2 separate regions of the Arachis hypogaea genome follow, and region 1 is linked to region 2. A link is a contact called in public Hi-C data. All regions are on one chromosome and are shown on one strand. The core of a region is the stretch at or near the end of the contact, and the rest is flanking DNA. Distances in the headings are between cores, read along the strand shown. Region 1 holds the start of LOC112777646 (protein HLB1). Region 2 holds the start of LOC112775751 (methionine gamma-lyase).

What was found. Hi-C and Micro-C count contacts between places; a contact is called where the count stands out from the background.
Region 1: a Hi-C map of leaf shows a contact between it and region 2, with 3 times the contacts expected there. The contact joins the promoter of LOC112777646 here to the promoter of LOC112775751 in region 2. A contact is called at or near these places in 3 of 8 Hi-C or Micro-C datasets (leaf and an unstated tissue).

The regions. Positions count from the first base shown.
Region 1 is chr19:99,176,573-99,183,297 of arahy.Tifrunner.gnm2.J5K5, forward strand. LOC112777646 (protein HLB1) reads left to right here and starts at 1,679. Exons shown (of 14, transcript XM_025822030.3): 1 at 1,679-2,412; 2 at 2,797-2,928; 3 at 3,111-3,180; 4 at 3,571-3,684; 5 at 4,781-4,864; 6 at 5,079-5,129; 7 at 5,386-5,415; 8 at 6,092-6,154; 9 at 6,279-6,344; 10 at 6,462-6,590. The coding sequence starts at 2,054.
Region 2 is chr19:98,859,300-98,866,066 of arahy.Tifrunner.gnm2.J5K5, forward strand. It overlaps LOC112775751 (methionine gamma-lyase), which reads right to left and starts at 3,501. Exons shown (of 3, transcript XM_025819585.3): 1 at 2,869-3,501; 2 at 2,362-2,648. The coding sequence starts at 3,335.

The DNA of each region.
Region 1 (6,725 bases), core at 429-2,928, 320 kb after region 2:
GGGTCCAGATTTTGTTGTGGGGCGTATATTTAATCTTAAAGTGTGCATTATTTTATTTTGTATTGCATTTTATAAATATTATAAGTATTAAAATTTTATATATTTGATTTAAATTATTTATCAATACATATAATGTTTAAAAATGTGATTTTTTATTATAATAATATATTAAAATTATTAAATCTAAGTTTATATTAATAATTGTTAATAATAAAGATTGAAAGTAAAGACTAGATTAAGTTTATATATTGTGTTTGGTGTAAAATATGTTAAACTGAGTAGATGTCTTGATATTATGTTTGGTTTAAAATAAATATAGAGACTAAAAGATATATTTAAAATTTAACAAGTTAAATGAGAGTATTTATTGTTGTTAAGAGACGTCAAATGTCTTTGAATATGAGAAGTAAAACGAGCTCAGTAATTTTATGCATATTGGATGCGTTACTTTTTGTGAATAATTAGACTTTATTAAATAAAAATAAAAAAATATTATAAAAAGAGAGTATTGATAGATTTTATAAATATAGAATATATTAATGTATAAATATATAAATATTTTTTAATATATATTATTTTAAAATAGCAAGTGCAATCTTTTTTAAAAATAAATAAATATAAAGTATATAAATACATATAAAAATATTTTTATTTATTAAAATTAATTATCATGCAGTATTATTTGTAATTACAAAATGTAATAGTATATTATTTGAAAATAATTAAATTATTAGTTAAAAAATAAAAAACAATCTAATAGTTAATTTTGTTAAAAATATATTATTATATAATATAATTTTTATGCAAATATTTGTAAACGTGCATCTTATTCAAAATATTATATGTTCACAAAATTATCCTTTGACATATACTTTAAAATATTATATATAACACATGAAAATGTTGATTTTTTAATTTTTTAACCTTTCAAAATATATTTTTTGAATTTTTTATTTATTTTCTTAAAAAATATAAAATAAACAAAAACATTGAGGTTAGGCTAGGGTTTTCAGTTTTTGTCCAAAGAGTTCCAACAACGGCTACTACAGAAACAGGTCCAACTGTGAATCTAACTTTGGGCCCAGGTCCAATATATTTTACCTAATGCAATTACGGTTATTGTAAACATTTTTATTAGCGATAAATCCAATTAGAAGTAGTCCTTACAGTAGAAGATCTCTTTTCTAATATGGACCCCATTCTTCAGTAATTGTCTGCTGTGAAGTTACTCTATTACCCAATGTTGAACAGGGAAAACTCATAGTTAGTTTGGTCCAAATATTTTCAAAGAATTAGAGTCTGTACCCAACTACAATCAAACATAAATTTGAATCAAATCTGAAACCTATGCTATAATCAAACAGGCTCATAACGATAATCAAATTCCAAAATTCCTAACTCATATATGAAATCGAGAATTTGAGAGAAAAAAAGCAGCAAAATTAAGCAAGAAGAAGGAGAAGAAATTCACCAAAAAGCAAAAGTTAATGTCACCGAAAGGTAAAAGTAGGGAAAGCAGAGAAGAATTAAACTCCAAAATCTCTAAATCAGAGTTGAAATCAAGAATTAGAAAAAAAAAAAAAAAGTGGACATCAAGCAAGAAAAAAGAGAAAAACTCACCAAAATACAAAAGATAATGTGGTCGAAATATAAAAGTAGAAAAGACAGATAACAAAGAGATAGCAAATGTGAGTAAACAAATCATAAATTCATAATTAAGAGTGGAGGAGACGGTGGTTTTGGTGCATGTAAACTTTTAGTACATGTACGAGAGTAAAAAGGAATTAATTTTTCAATTTTTAAAATTATGTCTGTATAACGTAAAATATAATAGCTAATTTTACCATACACCTCATCTAACTTCGAGGGAAAATAACATAGATTAGATAAAAGTTAAAATATTGTCGTCCTCCTCAGTCTTGTGTTTATTCGTTCTCCATTGTCACTAACCTCTGCTTCTGACCACACCAATCCCCTATCTCTTTCCCTCTCTGTTCTTCAACTGTGCCTGTGACTGCGATCACACGGAAAAGCTCTTCGCTTAAACCCCAAAATGCCCGAACCAGAAGAATCCCACAACGGAGTCCAACCCGAGCCTAATCCCCAATCACTAACGGACCAAAATCCCAACCCTCAGCCAGAGCCACAATCGAATCCTGAGCCTGTTCCTGTACCTGCAGCACAGGCGCGATCAGAGCCGGAACCTAGATCCGAAGCTGATCCAGCTGTTAACAATGATGCAGATCTCAGTGAAACCGCGATCCGTTCCAACCACACGGTGGATGCCAACCCTCCGGCGCAACCTCAGCTTCGGAAAGACGAAGGGAACCGAACCTTCACCATGAGGGAATTGCTTAACGGATTGAAGAACGAGTCCGAACCTGACAAAGAAGATTCCAATTCTCCCCGCACGTTAGTTCTCTCTCTCTCTCTCTCTCTCTCTCTCGCTGAACATTAGAAATCGAGAAAATGGAGTAAATTACGATTTGTTTAGCGATTTCGCAGTGATGAATGTTTGATTGAAAATTGTCGACCGTGAATTAGTACTTGAAAATACGTACATTTTCAACGTTGAAGAACTACATATGATGTTCAAAATAGAAAATACGTGAAGGAGAAGTTTTTGAGCATTTACTCATATTTAGCTCCTACACTAACTGCTTGTAGTTATTTGAATTATTATTCATATATTGTTGTGGTAAATCTGAATGATAGAAATGGGTTTGAATTTGGGAGTGGTTTCACCTTGCGCAACATGTAATGTGATCTGTAATGCATGATTTGGGAATTTTGCAGTCATCAGAGTCAACAGCAGCAGCAGCAGCAAACACAGCAGAACAACGCTGCAATGGAGTTGATAAACAGTGTTGTAGGTGCTGACGAGGAGGGCCGATCGCGGCAACGGATTCTCACATTTGCTGCCAGGAGGTATTGTCACCTTGCCCGTCTATACAATGAAAAAATGTCACATTGGGAAATTCTATCAAAACTTGGACCCTGCATTGTCGTTTTTTGAGAATTTTTGGAGCTCCATGGCCATAGGGTGCAATTTTTATATGTTTCTTGTGGAAACCTTTATGAGCTTGTAATTTCTTACATGAACTTTGTAGGTATGCTACTGCAATTGAGAGGAATCCAGATGATTATGATGCACTATACAATTGGGCATTGGTGCTTCAGGTCTGAACAGCTGTCTTGATTTATTGTTGTTGTAAAATCAAAGTCAGCTGTTTTTTGAATCACTTATTGAATTTCTGTTTTGTTCTTGGCTTGATTTTAATTTTACTCTTCATTTTAGGTTAGATTATATGCTTTCAATGTGATTGAAGTATTCAGTACAAATTATTCTATCACATTACAATGGTATATAAGTGTGCATTGACATTCCATGCTTTAATCTGATTGAAATATGCATTTTGCATATCCTCATGAAATGGGATTGCAATTGCAGCTTCATATGTGTTGTATGTTAGAAATAAATGGATATCGATTACCATTTTTCCAAGTGCCAGCAGATGTGAGCTTTATTTCCTAAACTGTCCTCTCAATCTTTGTTACGTTGTCATGCAGGAAAGTGCAGATAATGTTAGTCCAGATTCCACTTCACCTTCCAAAGATGCTTTACTTGAGGAAGCTTGTAAAAAGTATGATGAGGCCACTCGCCTTTGCCCCACACTACATGATGTATGTAAGGGTATCCTTATCCTATGAAATGACTTTTTATTTGGGTGGTGCCCAGGAAGAGAAAAATAACTTTTTTTTTTTGGGGGGGGGGGGGGGGGGGGAAGCTAATATTAATAACATAGGCTTGGTACTCAATAACTTTCACTATATAGCATTTTGGCTGATTCCACTGCTTGGACATGTTATCTTGAGGTCACACGACTATTGTCCTGTTATTCCAAGGCTCCCTTTCAATTTCCATTCTAAATAACATGCCATAATTGAATGCCTGTTATTCTATTGAATATTTTGTGAATTTGTGTCAATTTTTACCTAGGATCTGGGTAAGGGTGTAAGTGAGATTAATAGATGGTAGATCTGAACTGGAGTAGTTGAACCTAATGAGCCTGACCCATAGATGATACTTTGTACATAAATTAGTCTGGCCACGATAATATTCAAATAACACACACGACATATATGTGAAGGTTACAAAATATCATGCTTATATAATTAAATTTACTTCGAATATTTTATTCAGATATTGCCTATTAACAACTTGGCCTAACAGTAGAATTCTCAAGCTCGGCTCATTTATTAAATAAGCTTCTGTCCTATTAGGTTAGTTAATTATGTGGGATGAACTAGTCGGCCTGTAGTGAGTGAAGACTTTGCATCTCAATAAAAACATGTCTTGCTAGACCGCTGGATCTGTGTTTACTATCATCCTCTGAGCCGTGACCCTTGTTAAAAGAAAAGTAAAATGCATTGCACTGTTGGTACATTACCATTTCTTTTTTCCATTGCATTCCTTTTTCTGGGTTCTATCAGTCCACAATTCCCTATGTACATTGCGTTACTAGGCATGCTTTCACAACTAGCATTATCCCTATGTTGGAGGCAGTAGCCATGTAGCTAATCCATTTGCACGATGAATGCTGACTTAAATGTAGTGATGCTCGAGTTGTCCTCGTCATGTGTCTATTGATGTGATAGGAAAACCCAAATATGTGCCTCTTTGCAAATAAGTATGCTTGTAATTGGATACTGTAATTATAATACTGTGAACAAAATGAGTGTCTATAATTTACAATTTTTTCCCTCTATCAAACTTTAGGCTTTCTACAATTGGGCTATAGCAATCTCTGATCGGGCAAAAATGCGTGGTCGCACAAAGGAAGCTGAAGAACTATGGAAACAGGTCAGCAAAAATATGGTTCTTGGCAGCTCTTGCTCTTGTAGATTGTAAATTTGTTGATGGATACTGCATAATGCTGGATTCAGAATTCATAGTGAAAATAAATGGACTAATTTTTCACATTTGAATTTATAGTTGTCTTGTTAACTGTTAGTTGATATAGAGGCTTAGCATCACACATCATGATTATTGTAAAATTGAAATTTGCATTTCCCAGGCAACACGGAACTACGAAAAAGCAGTCCAGCTCAACTGGAACAGCCCTCAGGTTCATTTCATTATTTCTAAAACTTTGTCCCTTTGTACTGTGATTTCTCGTTGAGTTAAACCATTTCAAAAAAGTTATTTTTTACATGCTTCCTTAAACAAATATTTATTTTTAATTGTATTTTATATAAAAAAGGTTTCCTTTCCTTATCCTGTATTTGTTTGATTCCTGCAACTTCTAAATTTCTTTTCAAGAATTCTCATTTGCATACTGACATCCTACTAGTTGTTATTGACTCTCTTGAAATCTATTTCAGGCACTTAACAACTGGGGACTTGCCCTTCAGGTATATTTGATTTACTTGTATGCAAACTTTTTTATTTCATACAAAAGGCATAAGAAAGCAATGAGTCTGTATTAAGATTGCATGCTTCTTACTGCATTTTTGGGTAGTGCTTCTGGGGCAATGATTTATAGTAGAACTTTTGTTGAAGCAAAAAACTTGAGCTTCTTGGAAAAGATATTAAAGAAACTGTTTTCACCTTCCTGGGAGCCGAACACTTGAATTTCTCCTGAAAGGCCTTGTTTATGCCAAAAGCACTTCTTGACTCGTAAACAAATCTCATCTTCAAGTGCTGCTAGTTATCAATTTAAGTAAATTTAGGGGAGTCACATCTTTTATTAATCCTTAGCTAAGAAGGTTATCCGTACATACACGTAGCACACTCCAGATATATTAAACCAGAGTCTTATTTCATAATTAGCTTATTCTACTGTTTCTTTATTTTGTTAAGTAATAGTCATTACATTATATCACTGATTGTGTAACTATGTCACTAAAATTTATTATTCTATAGTAAATAACCACCCAGGCTTTCCTCATTTTATTTCTTTGATAAAATGAACTTAATTAAATAAAACAAGACATTGCTATCAATCTTGATATATGAATTATATTTTTTCTGTATTGGAGTTCTAACTTATTTTCTTTGTGCTTTGGATTTTTTTTTTCCCCAATATAGGAACTTAGTGCCATTGTTCCAGTTCGAGAAAAGCAAAAGATTGTAAGAACTGCTATCAGCAAGGTACAAAAGTTGTAGGAGCATACCAGATAGAATTTGCAAACCAGTGCTTTACATTTACTATGTCCTTTAGCATATAACTTATTCTCTCTTCCACTTTTTAACTTTCCAATATTCTTCAATGCAGTTCCGTGCAGCTATTCAATTACAATTTGATTTCCATCGGGCAATTTACAATCTCGGAACTGTTCTGGTCATAATGCTTCTCCATTTTACTTATATATCGTGCAATTGTGCTTTGTTTTACTTTGTGTGCATGTAACAGTATTATGAGTATAGAATTCACTTTCCTTTTTTTCTATCTTTGCAGTATGGTTTAGCCGAGGACACCTTAAGAACTGGGGGATCCGCGAATGCTCAAGAAGTTTCACCTAATGAATTGTACAGCCAATCTGCAATATATATTGCAGCTGCTCATGCATTGAAACCAAATTATTCAGTAAGATGCCCTATCACCTTCATTTAAAATTCCTATTGGTTGCATCAATTTCTCGGAATAGACTTGCTCTTTCTTCTACTTAACATTGCCTTTTTAATCCATCCTTCTATTGTTGCTTCCTTTACTTAATATCCT
Region 2 (6,767 bases), core at 2,251-4,750:
TATAGAGCATGTTCTCCAACAAAGAAAGATTATAGTAACAATATGCGGACAGACTACATAGCCAAGAAAAGTAGTCACTACAAATATCAAATCTGCTTTGATTTATGTAATTAAAAACTAGATTATCATGGGGAAAGGGGAATGAATCAATCGCATATTCGCACGGCTTGTGGCCCCCAATCATCCACCATTTTAGACAAAAGGACTCACGTGCTTGTTGTGATCTTTGTTAAAACATTATCTTACAGGACCGTTCATACAAATATTGAGAAAAATTATATTTAATTTTGAAATTATTACTTTTCTTTCAAGTACAAATATTTAATAAAACAATTTTTAGAAATAAAAAATTAAAAGTGTTTTTTAAAATTATAAATATAGTTATATCATTGACCTTTTACTCATTAATGTAAGGGATGGTGGCTTTTGTATTCACTTATTATTAAAAAAAAAACTAATTAATTACTTCACCTAATGCATTAAAATCTTTTATTTTATAAATATGTTTTACAATTTTTCTCTATTATTTATTAAATTTGACTCCACCATCTTTAAGAAAATAAAAAAATGTTTAATTAATTAATTTTATTTATATTGACTACAAAATTATTAATCATGTTATAATATGTATCATTCATTTTAGGATTTTGTTAAATGCTATAGAGACAGCCCTAAGAGAGTGAAAAGATTTTTTTTTTCAATACATTCAATGCATGAAATCTTAAACAATAATAAATAAGATAAAATTATTAAACTAGTATCTAAATAATAAAATTTGAATCCACTATCTTTAAGAGAATAAAAAAATAAAAAATAATATGTTTAATTAATTAATTTTATTTATATTGACTACAAAGTTATTAAGTTATAATATGTATCATTCTTTTAAAGATTTTGTTAAATATTACAGGGACACCCGTGAGTGAAAAAAAAAATTGTTTCCAATACATTCAATGCATGAAATCTTAAACAATAATAAATAAGATAAATTAATAAAATAGTAACTAAATAATAAATAATAAAATTTTAATGTATATCACATGATAAATAAGCACTTAATTATACTTTTGATCGTATTTTTTAAAATTATATTTGTCTTAATATATTTTAAAATTATTTTTATCAATAATATAAATTTTAAAATATTATTTTAGTATTTTATGCAATTAAATATTTAATTCACATTTTTTATTGAAACTTTTTGTTTGTAGTATTTTTAAGTAATGCACCCCAAGATTTTTCTAATTATACCTCCACATTATCTTTCTTCACGACTTAAATATTTTGGATCTGTCACTAATTCTATGATGCCCTGAGGAATTATATACCATTATTTTGGAGATTCAAGTACTAATGACGTGTTTGATCTAATCTTATAGTTCATGCTGATAAATGTATCTTTTTTATTACATTAAAAGATTTAAAATCTTTTTTATTTATCAAGTGAAATTTTAACTTTTCCTAAAAACTCATATTTTTTATTACATAATAAATTTTTTTATTTAAATTAAATAAATATAAAATTTATAAAAATACATAAAATATAACATAATTACATAATATACCAAGAAGGTTTCAAAAAAAATAAATAAATATCAGGTACTCAGACTTGATCACAAAAATTAGATGAGTACTAAAGATCCAAGGTACGTGCAAAATTTTTAAAGAATCTCCTTATCTCAGAGAAATTTTAATTGGTGTTTTAGTGTATATAATTGAATTGATGCTATATATATATTTTTTTACCAAAGATACGAAGGATTGAATCCGCAACCTCTTAGATGAGTATGAGAAGATTATGCCATTTGAGTTATTATTCATTGGCGAATTAATGCTATATTTGTTTGATTTTTATCATTTTATTTTATTCAATTTAATTTAAATAATTTTAAATTATAAAATTATAAAAATATTAAATTTAAAATTTAAATTAATAATTTAATTTAATAAAAATAAATATTCTTATATTATGGTACTAATTATTTTAAAGTATAGTAATCTAAATTTTAAATTAAATATTTTTATAATTTTAAAATTTAAAAATTATTTGAATTCAATTAGATGAAATAAAAAAAATAAGAATCAAACAAACATAGCCACAATTCAATTATATACACATCTCCGTTACTAAGACGATAATTGAAACTTATGTATATTTCAATACACTTTAAAAATTGTGCAAGTATCTCGGATATTCATTGTACATTTACATAATTACTTTATATTTTATATATTTTTGTAAATTTTTTTATTTATTTAATTTAAATAAAAAATTATTTTCTAATACTATAAAAAATGAAAAAAAAAATTTAATTTTAAAAAAAAAATTCGAAAAGATAAAAGACCGAAACAAACACAAACCTGCAATGATATCGGCCCCACCACTGATAAACTTGGAGATACTATGAACCACCACGTCAGCACCCAGTCTTGCCGGAGACAGCACCATCGGAGCGAACGTGTTGTCCACCACCACCGTCACACCTTTCCCGTGCGCCACCCTACTCAGCTCCGGCACGTTCGCCACCCTCAGCGTTGGGTTCGACACCGACTCGAAGTACAGCACCTTCGTCTTCCCCTCCACAATAGCCTTCTCCACCATCTCCACGTCGTCAACATCCACGAAACTCGTCGTAATGTTACACGCCCTAGTACAAGTTAGTTTCAACCAAATAGAATCCGTTTAAAAAAATAGTTACAACTGAAAATTAATTAATTAATTAATTTAATAAATTAGTTTGTTAGAGTAGACTCAGATACGACGTTGGAATATAAATGGAGTAATGTTATGGTGCGCCAAGATCCAGCGTGATTTTCTCTATGCTGAATTTGAATTTGTATGGTTTTGGAGTGCTAATTAATTAATACCTAGGGAGGAAGTGGCGGAGGAGGGCGTGAGTGCCGCCGTAGAGTGCTCGGGAGGCAACAATGTGACCGCCGTTGGAGCAGAGCTGGAGGAGGACGGCGGAGATGGCGGACATGCCGCTGGCAGTGCAGTAGGCGGCTTCGGTTCCCTCGAGGGCGGCCATGAGACGGCTGAGGTTGAGCACCGTCGGGTTAAAGTGGCGGCTGTAAATAAAGTAGTCGCCGTCGGGGCCAAGCTCTCCGGAGAACATCCGCCGCATGGTCTCTGGCTCCATCACCGTGAACGTGGCGGAAGCCTCGATCGACATGTTAACCCCGCCGTGTTCTCCAAACTCGTGCCGCGCACTCGCAAGTGCAGCAGCTGGGTCATGGCGGTTGGTAGCAGATGACAATTTCTTGGCATCGCCGCTGCCAGTTTCGTCGGAACGGCTGCGTTTTGGGGTTGTTGCAAAGAAAAGTGTGTCACTCATGGTTGGTTGTGTTGTCTTCGCTATTGTAGAAGAGGAGGATGGAACGCAGGGTATTAAAGGGATGAAGGAAGAAAAAAGGAAACTTAATTAAGCTGTGTATATGGCTTGGATGTTGGAAAGGTGCAAATAGTAGTCGAATTTGATTTGTTTTGCGTGCAATGTATATGTATTTATAATGGTTTGGACCATGAATAATTATTAACGAGGAAGTTTCTTTCCAAGATAGTATGAATGTATTAATTTTTTTTGTTTTTCTAACCACTGAACGTATTAATTACTATACTGAGTTAAAGAGAAAATATTTAATTTGATTTTTGAAATTATATTTAATTTTTAATTTAATTTTTAAAATTTTAATTGTCTCAATTAAATTTTTAAATTTTAATTATGTTAATTTTTTTGGTGATTTTTATCAGAAAATCAATTAAAATGTTTAAAAATTAAATTGAGATAATTAAAATTTTAAAAATTAAATTAAAGTTCAAATATAATTTTAATGGCTAAATTAAGTCTTAAATTAATGAAATAAAAGAGTTTTATATCATGGTGCGTATTTTATATATATATATATATATATATATATATATATATATATATATAATACAATACAATACATTCACTTTCGCATCTCTTAGGAAATTCTCATCTCATAGGAAAGTGAATAAATTGTATTGTATTGTATTTGTTTATAATTATATATACGAGAGTACAAAAGTAGTACATAATAAAATATATTAAGTATAATAATTTTAAACATATTTTAGGTATGTTTATTTTTTTATGTTCAATCATATATTAATAGAAAATAAAAATTTATTCTCTAAATACATTTTGACATATTTAAATATCATTGTATCTTAATATATTTAATTTTATTTTTAATATATATTTTTAAAATAAATTTAAAAATAATATATATTATTATTTATTAAAAAAAATTAAATACTTTATATAATTAAATAAAAAAAATTTTTGGAGTCAACAATTTTTAATATTTTTAACCATTATTTATTCAGCATAAATATTAAATTATTTTAATAAAAAAATTATTAATTTATATGTGTAAATTCTGAAAAATTTAAATATAAAATTGTATTAATTCATGTATGCAAAACTCTTAGTAAATATAAGTACAAATTATATACTTCTTGTATGTAAAATATATGTAAATATGAAAACAAATTATTGTTGACTGTTTTGCGGGTCGCTTACTTGGGGATTGCTGACTAAATGCTGGCCAAAAATAATAATATTTATTGATTATACAGCATTGCTCTTAAATAAAGATATTAAAATAATAAAAAAATTAATTTATATTTTAATATTAATAAAATATCAAAATATCATTATAATTTATATAAAAAATACTTTATATTATATATGTATCGGATTCCCATGTCTTTAAAATTCATATGTTCATTGTCTCGTGTCGTGTTGATTGAACATGTCATTTTTTTATAAATTATTAAATTTTATTAAACAAAAATTAAAAGATGCTATAAAAAAAGAATATTGTTAGACTTTATATAATAAATTTTAAATAAATATAGAAAATACTAATACATAAAAAATTATAAATCTTTTCTATTTACTAAAATTAGTTAATAAATATAAGTAAAAATTTTATTATATTAAAATAAATTTATATTAAAATGCTAGTTTTAATTGCAGCCAAAAAACATAAAATAATTAAATTTTAGAATAATTATTTAAATTAGTCCCTAAAGATTTTAAAAGTGGACATTTTAGTCCCTAAAAAAAATTAATACACAGATTGTAATACCCTAACTATCAAAATGTCACGCTTCCGGCTGCGCTACTCTGATAGCTTGGGTATTATGACGACTCTTAAATATTTAATACTAAAATATGAGCCTGTTTAAAACTTAAATCGTATTTTGCAAAAGACCGTTTAAAACAAAACATAAATATATACTTATAACCATATACATAGTATTAACTTACAAGCTTAACATAAAACAAATCCTATCCCTCTTACAAATTGTGAAAGATAAAGGCGAGGGAAATAATAAATAATAACTAAACCAATACAAAACGTTGTGACAATAACTAGGTAAACTCTTCATGACTTCTACGTCTATATCCTAAAAAGGGAAATTTGTAGGGGGTTGAGAACATCATCCTCGAAAGGGTTCTCAGTAGAGGGTTTTAAAAATTGTTATGAGAAGATACTTTTAACGAAAACTGTTTTAAAAGCTCAGTAGTCGTCGTTGTCTTATGAATCTATTCAAACATCGACATGTAATTAAATCTGAAATTCCAACACCCATATCTTAATTTCATAAAAATTCCATTTTTATAAGTAGACATAATATTCAATGTAAATACCAAGGGATCAATCAACCCAAACTCATCCGTCGTGGCCTCCGGCTCAATATACAATTAAATTTTGGCCTCCGGCCCAACAAAACTCATGACCGCTATCATCAATCCACCACCAATACTTAAAACAGAAATCAGTCACAAGCACAAACAAATACAAGGCAAACACACTTAAAGAACAGTTACAACAAATATCACAGTTACCAGTTAAGCAGAACTTATCAGATAGGCAAACCAAAATAATTTAAGCACTCCCAAGCAATGGCAAACAAATGCAGTATGATGCATGCCTATCCTACTGACTGTGAGCTCACGTGTCGGTTACTTTTCCAGAGCCTGACACATCTAGTAGCTAACCCGGATATCGTCTTCTTGAAAACTGGTGGGTGGTACACCACTACGAACCCCACCTAGTAGGCAGTACACCACCATGAACCCTACCATTGCGAGCGATACACCACCACAAACCTCGTAAGATCTTCAATTGGAAAATAACACACACACATCTGGGCGGTAAACCACACGAACCCCACAAAGCATCCACTTTTAAAAATATGTGGGCGGTACACCACCACGAACCCCACATAACATCCTCTTTTAAAAATATGTGGGCGGTACACCACCACGAACCTTGACAGGTCAAAGCTCAAAACAATTTCATTTTTATTTGAAAACCAACATCACTCCTTATAATTTTTTCCAAAACACCCAAAACCACCTTACTTAAAATAAGTTCTTCTTTCATACAAAACCCAATTCTTACTTAACCAAGAGTTTTTTCCAAACCAACTTCAAGAGCATTTCAGATCAAAATCAGGAAAGAGAGAAAAGCGGATTCTTTTACAATCGAGTCTGCTGCGGGATAAAAGAAGCTCTGATCTGGATTTGTCTGCAGATGATGATGTCCACTCCTGGCTCGATGCGCTTAACGAAAGGGAACTCTCTAGATTAAGAAAGAATTTCCTTCGTAATTAAGCAGCATCCTTTAAGTGAGTAGGGGTGCGCCGGACCGCCGACGAATAATAGGTACCCCCACACCCCAGGCAGAGTTAGTGAGCCGTGTAATAGGCGACCATTTCGCGCGGTTCG